2 separate regions of the Mus musculus genome follow, and region 1 is linked to region 2. The links are chromatin contacts, called in public HiChIP or PLAC-seq maps. All regions are on one chromosome and are shown on one strand. Each heading gives the region's core, a stretch centred on a gene start, on an enhancer-like site or on the middle of the called end of the contact. The rest is flanking DNA. Distances are from core to core; before and after follow the strand shown. Region 1 overlaps Gabbr1 (gamma-aminobutyric acid (GABA) B receptor, 1). Region 2 holds the start of Ppp1r11 (protein phosphatase 1, regulatory inhibitor subunit 11).

The links. HiChIP or PLAC-seq counts read pairs in DNA pulled down with a chosen protein or histone mark.
Region 1: an H3K4me3 HiChIP or PLAC-seq map of forebrain shows a contact between it and region 2, with 3 times the contacts expected there. The contact joins the enhancer-like site here to the promoter of Ppp1r11 in region 2. A contact is called at or near these places in 16 of 39 promoter capture datasets (3T3-L1-derived adipocytes, the HPC-7 cell line, cranial neural crest and 10 more), 1 of 15 datasets of contacts at CTCF or cohesin (embryonic stem cells), 25 of 484 Hi-C or Micro-C datasets (CD4 T cells, brain, cerebral cortex and 11 more), 29 of 115 datasets of contacts at active chromatin or transcription factors (PVALB interneurons, VIP interneurons, astrocytes and 18 more) and 4 of 9 other capture datasets (adipose tissue, embryonic stem cells, liver and 1 more).

The regions. Positions count from the first base shown.
Region 1 is chr17:37,058,517-37,064,227 of GRCm38.p6, reverse strand. It overlaps Gabbr1 (gamma-aminobutyric acid (GABA) B receptor, 1), which reads right to left. Exons shown (of 23, transcript NM_019439.3): 12 at 1,452-1,694; 13 at 835-898. Among named protein-coding and RNA genes, the nearest start is that of Gabbr1, 15 kb to the right of the region's middle. Within about 2 kb of position 1,752, at least 50 of the 459 cell types and tissues checked have an H3K27ac peak or open chromatin away from gene starts, as enhancers often do. A contact at or near this core is called in PVALB interneurons, VIP interneurons, brain and 5 more, where this site is marked.
Region 2 is chr17:36,948,043-36,954,052 of GRCm38.p6, reverse strand. Ppp1r11 (protein phosphatase 1, regulatory inhibitor subunit 11) reads left to right here and starts at 2,261. Exons shown (of 3, transcript NM_029632.3): 1 at 2,261-2,630; 2 at 4,068-4,176; 3 at 4,499-5,698. The coding sequence starts at 2,547. The coding sequence ends at 4,701.

The DNA.
Region 1 (5,711 bases), core at 503-3,002, 110 kb before region 2:
CCCACCCCCTGTGGCTTTAATTTTAGAACCCTCTCTCCCTTTGGCTTGGGTTCTAATGCCTTGGAGAAGATACATCTGCCTCTTAAAGTACAAGGCAGTAAAAGGCAGTCACTCCTAAGGTGTCTCTTTGCAGAATGGCCACAGTTAATACAACTTTCCTTCCAAACGCCATCTCACACCCACTTCGCCCTGGCTGAAGTCCAGCCTCACTTGTCCCATATACAAAGAGAGCTGAGAGGATTTGGTGGCAGACGTTGGTGGGGGGAGGGAGGGAGGGAGAAAGAAACTTTTCCCAGAGGCTAAGAAATGGGTCTCTTGGCCACACCCACAAGAGGCTAAGTCAGGTGGAACGGAAGGATTAACTCACAGTAGGTCTGCAGACTCCTCAGAACTAAGTTACAGGGAACGCTATCTAGAAAGGCCAGTAGGACTGGAATGCTGTTCTCACATAGCAAGGAACTGAGTGAATTCCTTTTAAAAGAAGCCAGCTTTCCTTGATCTTTTTGGACACACTTTTTGGACAGCTCTTCACCTTTCAACCCAGCCTCAGGCAGGCAACTTCTGGGACTAAAACTAAAGCCACTGGGAAGAAAGAACAGCTGCTTTTTTTTTTTTTTTAACCTGTATGCCCCTTTGAAAGAACAGAATCACTGCAAAGATCCTACCCATGTTCTTTTTATCAGTATTTAAAAGCCTGACGAACACAATGCAATGTAGGCAAAATGTACCTGGCAATCTGTGGAGGCTGATCAATGTTCTTCCAAGAGAGCCCTCAGCCCAGTCCCTGCCCAGCCCTGCCTGCCCCTCCCTGAGCCCCCTCACACCCGGGCTCACCCTGTAGCTGCTCGATAAGCGTCCATGCCATCCGGGAGCCGCTGGCATCAAAGACCACGTGGCCCTGAGGAGAAACATGTGGAGGAAGGCAGAGGGGATAAAAGCAGGAGGAAAAGAGAACATCAGGGACTCCGAAACCTTCTGTTTTTGATGTAATTGAGCTTCTGAATGAAGGCTATTTATGGCATCCGTCCGCTGCATGTAGGACACACCCCAGATGCACATACCCTAGATTCTGGAAACAGTATTCTTTGGAGAAGAAGCTTCCTTCATCTTAAGATCTGAATTAGAGAGTCCCCCCGAGAGAGGATCAGGAGCAATCACCAAACCCTACTGGGCACTAATTTCCTTACTTTAAAAGGAATGAGGAGATGAATTCTCAAGTCGTTCTCTTTTTTTAAACTGTAAACACCTTGACCAGCTTGAAAAGCACTAGAATAGAGCAATTCTTTTCACTGCCATATTTTGTATGGCTTTCTGGTTTGGGGGGGTCCCACCTCCATAGTCTAAGACGGCTTTACTGATTCTGACAGAAAGATAACTGAGAAAATGTATCTAGGGACCTTCCAGGCATCTCCCTTTTCATGGGGTGCACAACAGAAGCTGCTGTAACTCACAGAAACACCCTCAAAGGAGGAGGAGTTCATGGCCCGGTAGATTTGGTCTGTAATGGTCTGGTTGTTGTAGTTAAAGTCCTCCAGGCGCACTCCTGAACGGCCACCTCCTCCAGAGGTCTTGTTCAAGGCCAAAGCCAAGGCCCAGATAGCATCATAGGCCAGTGGTGCCTCCTGGAAGCCTCCAGTCTCCTCAGGGTGTCTTTTCAGCCGCTTGGTTAGTTTCTCCACAAATTCCTGTGATGTCTGGAGGGAAGAACAAGAGGAGAGAGCATTGAAATGTGCGTGGGCGCAGGGGGAGAGGCCTCAGTTCTGGCTCAGACACTGTGACTCGAGCGGATGGTTTGTGTTCGTGTTGTGGGGTAGACCATATGTACAGACAAAATCGTTAGCTATACCCATGTGTCTATCTTGGGTTGGAAGCTACAAGACTAAAAGCGGGGATTAGCTGAGTCCAATGGTCTTAAGAGTGTACAGCTGCTAGCTCAGAACTACAAACAACAGAGAAATCTGATGAATAAACACTCTGGGAAATGAATGGCAAACGAGCGAAGCAAAGACCCAGCCAAGGAAGAGATGGATATTGCAGGCAGCTGGCATTCTCCCAACCCTCAGGCTCTTACAGCAGAGGTGACCCAGGAGCTAACAACTCCTCCAATTTTGAAAGATCCAGAAAAGGCGACACCACAGCCTTTTGCACTCTGCCTGCGAACCAGGAGGATTGTTCTTTAGGGAGCTAACTTCTCGCTAGTCTGATATGACTTCTGTTGGCTGCCTCCTTGGACTGGCGACAGCCACAGGAAGCAGTCTTCACATGGTACAGGTCCAGATTCAGTCCTATTCACACCCCTTTTTGCACTCAACCTTTTTTCTAAGGAACCTAAAAAGAACGGCAATCCCTTTAACTTTCATGGATGAAGAGAACTGGCCGTATAGCTTACAATAGCTCTGCTTGGCTTTCTTACTTATGGGTGAATGAATTCCTGAACCTCTCAGAATTGCCTTCCACATAACAGAGAACATCATACCTTCCCTTCCTGACCAGATAGGAAAACATTTAAATTTGTCTTGGCAGAGCACTTGTATGACACAGAGTCACTGCACAGATAATTGGTCGGGTTTAGAACGTTCACAGGCACACTCTAACAAAGCAGAGATGATACACGAATGAAGAATCTTTGTTCCTGGCCAGTGAGATGATTCAGCATGTAAAAGCACCTACTTACTGCCAAGCCTGAGTTGGATTTCTGGTACACACATAGTGGAGGGAGAGAACCAACACCCAAAGGTTAACTTCTGACCTTCACATATGCACCTTGGTGTGAACACATACATAAAATAAATGGATAAAATGAAATTTTAAAAAATCTTTAAACCTTGTTCCCATGCCCTAAAGACATTTATTTTTCTGTCTAATTTTCTAGAAATAGCTTGGGCCTTGAAACACAAAGGTCTGGGCTCAACTACACTAGAACAGAAAGAAGCTCCATTCCTCTCTTGAGGACTGGTACCTATCGTTGAGCACAGCTCAAAGTGGACATACTATAAATGCCCCTGGAAATCTGTAATTCACATGGCACTGCAAAGGTAGACACACGCCACGTGTACCCCTGGAATGCAAAACTCTAACAGCTGGTCCTAATATAAGCCACAAGCTTTGAGTGACAACAGCTGGTTGATAAAGATCATCAACATTCACAAGTATACTCCTGTGGCGGTGTAACCTGATAATGGAGAAGGTGTGCATGGGGAAGTATGGGAACTCCGGGCCTTCTTTTCAATTTTTCTGTGAACCTAAAACAATAACATCTCCAAGTAAAAAGAAAGTCTGGTTGGATAAGTAGATGAATGGGTTCTAACTCTAATTAAACCACTTACCTACTAAGAAATCTCAAGCAAGTTATTAAATCTCACTAAACTGAGTATTCAGCTTGAAAATGGGAATAATACTGTGTTAAAGTGCTCCAGCAAGGATTAAGTAAGAACACATAAAACACTGCGTATGAAGTATATTACATTCTCTCTCTACGAGTCTCCCTGGTTGCACCCTTGTCTTTGTTCCCAATGCTCAGGCCTGTAATTCTGACCCCAAACCTTACATCTTGTAGGTCCCATTTACTCAAACACATTGTGGCTATATATGACCACTGATCTCAAATTCAATGGAAGAACAGTAGCAGCATAACCAAGCTACTTATGAAGCTAAAGGGGGTGTGGGGGTGTGAGTCTGAGTCTGTAGGTTCAAGATCAACCTGGTCAAGACAGTAAGACCAAACTCAGAGAGAAGGGTTGGGGTGGGGGTAGTCCATAATGGTGCACACCTATAATCTCAAACCCAGGAGGTAGACAAAAACAATAAATAGAATTTCAAATTTGAGACAATTATGGTGTACATAGCTAAGCTCAAGGCTAACCAAAGCTACATAGTAAGACTCTCATCTCAAAACAAAACAAAACAAAACAGAAAGGCAGGTAGGTTGGAGATAGTTCAATGGTCCAGAGTGCAGAAGCTACTGTAAAGAGCCCTTGAAACTCCAGTTCCATGGGATCCGATATCTCTCACCTCCACTGGCACCTCCATATACATAGTTGCACATGCTTAAAAATACGTGAAATGAAAACCAAGACAAAAAAGAAAAAAAACCACAAAAGACACAAAACTTAGCTCACTTTTTTTTCTCATACTCCCAGTGTCCAGTGAATAAGACTCCAAGTAAATACATATCAAATCAGGAAATCCTCTTAAGCTGTTTGTTCTAATGTTTCATTAATACCATCCCTCTATACAGGAGGAGAGAAAAGAGGTTGATGGTGGTGGTGGTGGTGGTGGTGGTGGTGGTGGTGGTGATACTGGGGTGGTGGTGGTAGGGGTCATGGTGACAGCTACATTTAAATTGTCCTTACTTTGTGCGAGGCACACAGATCAGTGTGTTTAATCCTCAGACATTTCAGCGAATGTGCTTTGTTATGATCTCTATGTTAGAGATGAGGAAACAAGGACACAGGGTCCTGTAACTACCAGCAGCCAGTGGTGATGCTGGGATTCCAGCCCAGGGTGTCTGGCATCCATCATTGTGCTTACTGTGCACTGCCCTGAGCTGCTTCTGTCCTGGAAGCTCTCAGACAGCAGCGAGCTAACACTTTCTGAGCAGTCAGGCCTTCAGCGTTCAGGTCTAGCCAATCCTCAGTTCAAAGTAAAGATTCCATCAGAAAATCACCATATTGGGAAGGGATTAATCTGCTCAGCATGATATTATCCTCAGATTCTCAGCTCACTCAGGACAGTACAGCTAGCCAAGAGGAGTAACACTGAAAATCATGAAAAACCACTCTTCCCCTTTGAGTCAGCAAAGATTATGGTTATTCTTTTCTCCCTTTCTTTCTTTTTCCTTCTCTTTCTTTCTTTCTTTCTCTCTTTCTTTCTTTCTAGAGGAGGTAGGGTCGGGTTTATATCATCTCGGATCCTCCATTTCCCCAGATATGATACCTAAGATTCTTTCTATAAACCAGGGTTTCTCAATTCCTATGCTGTTGAACTACTTAATCAGGGAAGTCTTATTGCTGGGGGTTGAACTGTGTGCATGGTAAGATATTTAGAGGACCCCTCCCTCATCCTCACCCTCCAGACATTGCAACCTCTGTTGAAAACCACGTCCCTATAGTTCTCATGGGCGACCAGATCTGCAGCCTCAGAAACTTCAGGAATTTGTCAGAAATGAAGTCCTCAGGTCCCACACCTCAGATCTAGGGAACTCCAGGGAAAGGGTTCACTAACCTAATTTTCCAGGTGGCCCTGATAGGAGTATGGGAACTGATCCAAGCACACCTGAGGCCATCCTTCTGGGGTTGCGGCAATTCTGCTGTTTCTCTATGGTCCTACCCATTCCATCCTTCAGTCTGACTCTTACTCTGATCCACTTCTTTTGGTGCCATTTGATCCGCCTATAATTTTCCCTAATCACCTGAAAAGACTGCTTCTTTCCACTATTAAAAAAAAAAAAATCTAGGTTTTTCCACCTAACACTTTTAGCTGGGGTCTCAAGAAGGCCTTCAGCTTTCTTGAGAAAAGAGTGCCTTCTAAAGTAAGAAAGTAGTAAATAAATAAATGTGTTCTCTGAAAATCGAAAGCTAGAAAAGATATCCTACCCCAAGGCCCAAATATCCAGTGACACCCCCTCCAAGCTCTCATCAGTCCCTTCTCTCTCCCCAGTGTGAGACAGAGTCCTTGGGTGGCAGGTTCTAGGCTTTGGACACTTATAAGCC
Region 2 (6,010 bases), core at 1,012-3,511:
GATTGCAATTGAGAGCATTCCCAAGAAGCAGCATCAAAGCTTATAAAGTTAGAAACCACCAGATTACATATATTCTGTCTACACATAGGCAGAGTCTAATTTTAGCATATGTCTTGCAGTTAGTTGTCTTAGCCATTGAGCAGAATAGGTAAATTTGATTACAAAAGCAGAAATAGTCTTATGGCCTATTATCTTGCTAGAATAGCAAATTTTACAAGAGCAGTCAATTTAATTTTTTTTTTTTCTGCAAGTATAACAGAGTATCATTAATAGTGTCCGGGACTGGTGCCTGCCCATGGGATGGGTCTCAAGTTGGACAGGGTTATTGGTTGGCCATCCCTTAGCCTCTGCTCCATCCCCTGTGCCTGCCTTTCTTATAGACAGAACAAATATCAGGTTCAAAGTTTTGTGGGTGGATTGGTGTGTCTTGATCCACTGAGGTCCTGCCTGACTACAGAGGTAGGTTCTTCAGATTCCATGTCCCTGATGTGTGAATCACGGCTAAGGTCACCTCCACTGACTCTTGGGTGCCTCCTCTATCCCAGGTCTCTGCCTCATCCTGGGAAGTTCTCCCCCAACCCCTCACCCCTGCTAGTTGCAGATTTCCATTCATTTTCATGGCCATCTAGCCAACTCTTCCTGTCCTTCCCCACACTGGATCCTGACTCCACCCTATTCCTTTCCCCATTGCCCCACCTTCCCAGTTCCCTTCCTCCATCTGACTTATGACTATTCCCCCTTCGAAATGAGATTCAAGAGTCCTCACTTGGGCCATGGAGTGTACTGTGGTACCTGTATTTTGTGGATAATATCCACTTATAATGAGTACATACCATGCTTCTTGTCCTCTGAGAGGCTCCACCCAGCTGCTCACTCAAGATACAGATACCCATAGCCAAACACTGGAAGGAGCTTGGGGACTCTTATAGAAGAATAGAAAGAAGGATTTCAAGTCCCAAAGGGAATAAGAACATCATAGGAAGACCAAATGAGTCAACTAACCCTTAGGACTCTCAGAATCTGAACTACCAAGCAAAGAGCATACATGGGCTGGACCTAGTCCTCCCCTCACATATGTAGCAGATGTGCAACTTGGTTGTCATGCGGGTCCCAAACAACTGGATCAGGGACAATCCCAAAAGCTGTTGCTTGTACATGGGACAGGTTCTTCTAGCTGGGCTGCCTTGTCTAGCCTCAGTGGGAGAGGAAGCACCTAGTGTCGCTGAGATTTGAAGTGTCAGGGTGTGGGGATAGCCAGGGGGATCCCACCCAACTCAGAGAAGGGGATGGGGATGGGGGAAGGATTGTGGGAGGGAGTACCTGGGAGAGGGGCAGTGAACAGGGTGTAAAGTGAATAATAATAATAATAAAATAATTCTTTGTTGGGTGGTGGTGGTGGCCTTTGATCCCAACACTGGAGGAGGCATAAGCAGGTAAGTTTCTGAATTTGAGGCCAGTCTGGTCTACAGAGAGAGTTCCAAAAGGGCCAAGGCTACACAAAGAAACCCTATTTGGGAAAACAAAACAAAACAAACAAACAAACAAACAAACAAACAAAAAAAAACCTTCAATGTCTGGTTAAAAGAGGTAGGCGGGCTGCCACGACAGTTTGTACAAGCTAGGAGCTTACAAATTAGAGCCCCCTCCCCCCGTTTGGACTCTCGAGCATAGTAAGCCTAAATGAAAACCATTACAAGGACAATACAAAAAAGATGCACTTATATGTATTATACATATATCTTATCTAAATCTAGTTTCTCATTGTAAGGAAACAAAAACTGGTATTTTTGGATGGATAGTGGAGAGATTTAACAAAATTTAACCAGATGAATTTGGATTTGTTACTCTGCCCCCTGCATCTAACCTTTGCATTCCTCAAACTGGGAGCTAAATGGTAATCTAGGTGTTTCAGGCTTTAATCTTAGGGCCTACTACAGTCAAAAAATTTCAGGTTTAGTGTACCTTCACTGGGATATCAACAAACAGGGAGACGGCTAGAACCCAGTGTATTTCCTGCTCCTGGAAAACCGCTCCTTGACAGAATGATAAAAAGGAATTTGGAGATAGCTCCCTGTCCCACCTAATTTTTTCACCTAAGCTTATGGATACAGCAGATAGGGTAAGGATTCTAGGCACACAGACCTCATCCTTTCAGCACAACGGCCTCGAGTTGACCAGCCAATGAACTTAAGCCTTGCCTAGCCCCACCCCCCCCACTATGACATCACTTCTGCCAACCTCAGCGTCTGCGCACTATTGCATTACGGCGGAACTATTCTGGCGACGCCTGCTTTGACCCAGGCGGTGGTGGGGAAGGGAAACTGTGTTCTGCAGGATGCGTCACAACCGGAAGTGAAAGGCCGGAAGTGGGGTTGGACAGGTTTTCCCCAGGGGTGGGGAAGCAGAGGCCGTGGAGGAGTAGGGGAGATTAAGAAGCTAGAGCATCCTGGCCTCTACTCCGAGTCTTGTACCGGTTCTCTTAGATCTCTGAGGCTCAGAAAAAGGAAAGGGTGTCTCATCCCGCTTTCTCGCTTTTCGCTTTAGCCATGGCGGAGACAGGGGCCGGGATAAGTGAGACCGTCACTGAGACAACGGTTACTGAGACAACGGTTACCGAGACAACCGAGCCAGTGAGAAAGGCGGGCAGGGGGTCTATTTAGGGGTCTGGGAGGCACTGGGAGGGGGAGGGGGGTTTGGAAAGTTGGTGGGTTTGGGATCTGGGACATCATGTGGGGTTTACTCTTATTGGGAAAATCGCAAGGAACTAAATAGAGATGCTTGGAGCCGCTCAAATGGTTCAAGTGACTGGTCAAGGATTGTTTAATCCGTAGTTACAATTAGAGTATAGGTGTTAAGGCTTGGGGTGGTGGTCTATGTACGTAATAAACGGAAACTGGGTTAAGGAGCCAGAAAGGTACTGGGAGGAAGTGAAACGCCATTTGAGAAGGCGTGGTTTTGGAGGCAAATGTACAGAACGAGTACTTACCAATAGTGCTTACCAATAGATAGTCATGGAATGGGTGCGTGTTAAAGCGGAGGAAATGAGGAAACAAGAAAATAAGGTGAAGTGTGTTTTGGCAGATCAGGGAGGAGAGAAGCAAATGAGCAAACAACTTTTGCAAAAACAAATTGCTTTCAAAGGGAGAAAGATGCGTTGGGTTTGACAATGTCTGGGTTGAAGGAGATTAGTAGTTTAGCAGTTATTACCAGAGATGCCAGAATGTTAAAGAATAAGTGGATAGGATTAGGGAGCCCTGGGCTTGAAGATGAGAGAAGAAAGAATGAAGGCTTTTTTGTAGAAGGAGGGTTTTGGATATTTGTTTTATTTTGATATGTGTGTGTGTGTGTGTGTGTGTGTAGGCCTGAAGTTAACCTCAGATGTCTGAGACATGGTCTATATTTATTTATTTATTTATTTACTTATGATACAGAGTCATTGTGCCTGGAGCTGGCCAAATAGGCTAGTCTGGCTAGCAAGAGATCTGCCTTTTTGCACCACCACCACCACCACATTTGACTTTTTGTTGTTGTTTTTGTTCCCGTGGATACAAGGGATCAAACTCAGGTCTTCATGCTTGCACCAAAAGAGCTTTACCAACAGAGATGTCTCCCCATCCCTGCTTTATTTTATTTTATTTTTTTCTGAGAAAATAGCTATACCATGTTGCAGAGGCCATTTCAGTCTCCCAAGTGCTGAGATTACATACCTCAGTCTCTTTAGAACATGAATAAGAGGTGTGAAGAAGAAAGTGAGATCAAAGGCCAGTCACAGGAAAGGGAGAAAATAACATTCATATATTAATGCCACCAAGGGTGATAGCGTTGGTTGTATCTTAGTTTGCCAATTTGCTGGCACCTTCCCTAGTTTAAGAATTGCCTTCTTTGCATACTATTGGTTATCAAGAACAGGGATTCATACTCTCCACAAACAGGCTGTCCTGCCTCTCCAGGGGCATGATGTGTGTTACTGACTGAGCCAGGGAAGAGAAAAAAGGAGGTTCCATAGGAAACAGGAAAAATCAAGAGGAAGTGAGTCAGATGGGCCCACACCTCTTTTAACTTTTCAGGAGAATCAGAGCCTAACTATGAAACTTCGGAAACGCAAGCCAGAGAAGAAGGTGGAGTGGTCCAGTGACACTGTGGACAATGAGCATATGGGGCGACGCTCGTCGAAATGTGAGTGTGGGTGGCCCAGTGTCCCTGGCCACCATCTCACTGTTGCTTTATAGCTCTATCGAGTTCTTGGTTGGAAAGAAAAATAGGTGGGAATAAAACTATGCGGTACCAACTGCCTGGAGTTAGGGGTGGGGGCGGGGGCAAGCCATGGCAGAATGGGAGTCAGGTTTTTCCGACTCTCTCTTGAATTCCTGGGGGAAGAGGCTAAGGCAGCTGGATTCCAGAAAAGTAGGGAGAGGTTTTCACACAGATCTGGTGGAAATGAAACTGACTGAACACTGCTCTTCATCCTTCTTAGCTGGCTTTCTCTCTCTCCATTCAGGCTGCTGTATTTATGAGAAGCCTCGGGCCTTTGGCGAGAGCTCCACCGAGAGTGATGAGGATGAAGAAGAAGGCTGTAGTCATAAGCACTGTGTACGGGGTCACCGCAAAGGACGGCGTCCTACAACCCCAGCACCCACCCCAACCACTCCTCCACAGCCTCCTGATCCCTCTAAGCCCCCTCCAGGACCTATGCAGCACTAAATCCCTCTCACCATTCATGTGTCTGCCTGCCCCAAATATATCCATCTGACATGGGGACTCCACCCATTGCCTCCGTTCTCCTGCCCCCTTCTTCCGTCTCCTGAGTGATAGAGAAGAGGAAGAGGAGGGTGGATACAGATCCTGGAATTCTGACTTGCTGCTGTTCCAGAACCCAGGCTTCTGGGTTCTCCCAGCCCCTGCTTCCCTACAGTTTGCTCCCATGCCTGGGATCCAGGCATCTTGGTCCCAGTCTATCCCTTTTGTTCTCACTGCCAAACTACCTGTCCTGGGATCCAGTATCTTGGCCACCTGCACCCTCAGCTTGAGTCCCAAGCACTTCAACTGGGTTTTCAACGGTCCCAGCTTTCACTGCCAGGGCTCCAATCAGATGCCAGGCAATCTTGCACCCCAGTTCTGCGTATTAATCCTGGCTTATGGTTCTTCTACTGATGCAGTTTTCCTAAATCTTAGTTCTTGCCTGTGGGATGTAAGGTTGTGTGGAGACTATAGGGTTCCCTGGCCCTTCTGCTCCTCTTACCCCTTATGGCTCTCCAAAGGAGTTAGGAGAGGTCTTTGTCATTCACACCTAATGGAAAGTGGAACCAAAAAAAAAAAAAAAATAGCCATGTCCTGAATATAACATTTCTGACAAAGCTGGCTGAGACCACTGACTTAGAGCCAATGATTTTCTCAGCCTTTAATCTTTGAGCTTCAGCATTGGTGTCCTAGGGGCCTGGGTCCCTAAAAGGAAAGAGGGAGAAAGCAAAGAGATGAGGGGACAGGCCCCTGCAGTATGCTCCTACCCTTTCCTGCCTAGGCTTTGGTGTCTGCCAACCCAGGTGTCTTGCTCTCTCAGCCCTCCCCGGCTGGTGCTAGGATCTGGGTACTGCCCTCCAGGCCTCTGGCTGTGCACAGTACAGAAATCAGCAAAACCCATGGCACCACTTAGATCTCATTTATTGCCACAGATGCACAAAATAAATAACCCAACATTGCACAGTGTGTTAAATACAGGCCCATTTATACACAAGGGAAGGATGGGAGACTATACAGAATGTTTGGGGTGCCTGAGTTGCTCCCGGGTTGAGGAAGGAGGTAGCACCATTAGTTCTTTTATGTGCAAGATAAAGTTCCAAGAGGGTGTTCAATGGGAAAAGGCCACGAGCAGAGGAAACAGTCATAAATGAAAGGTTGAGTATAGACTGGCTTGCATACATATCCTAGAATTTATGTTCTAGGCTTCAGGTTTGAGCTGCGCGGCTTAGGTTATGAGTTAAATGTCTTAGGAAGACTTTTTTTTTTCCTCTGA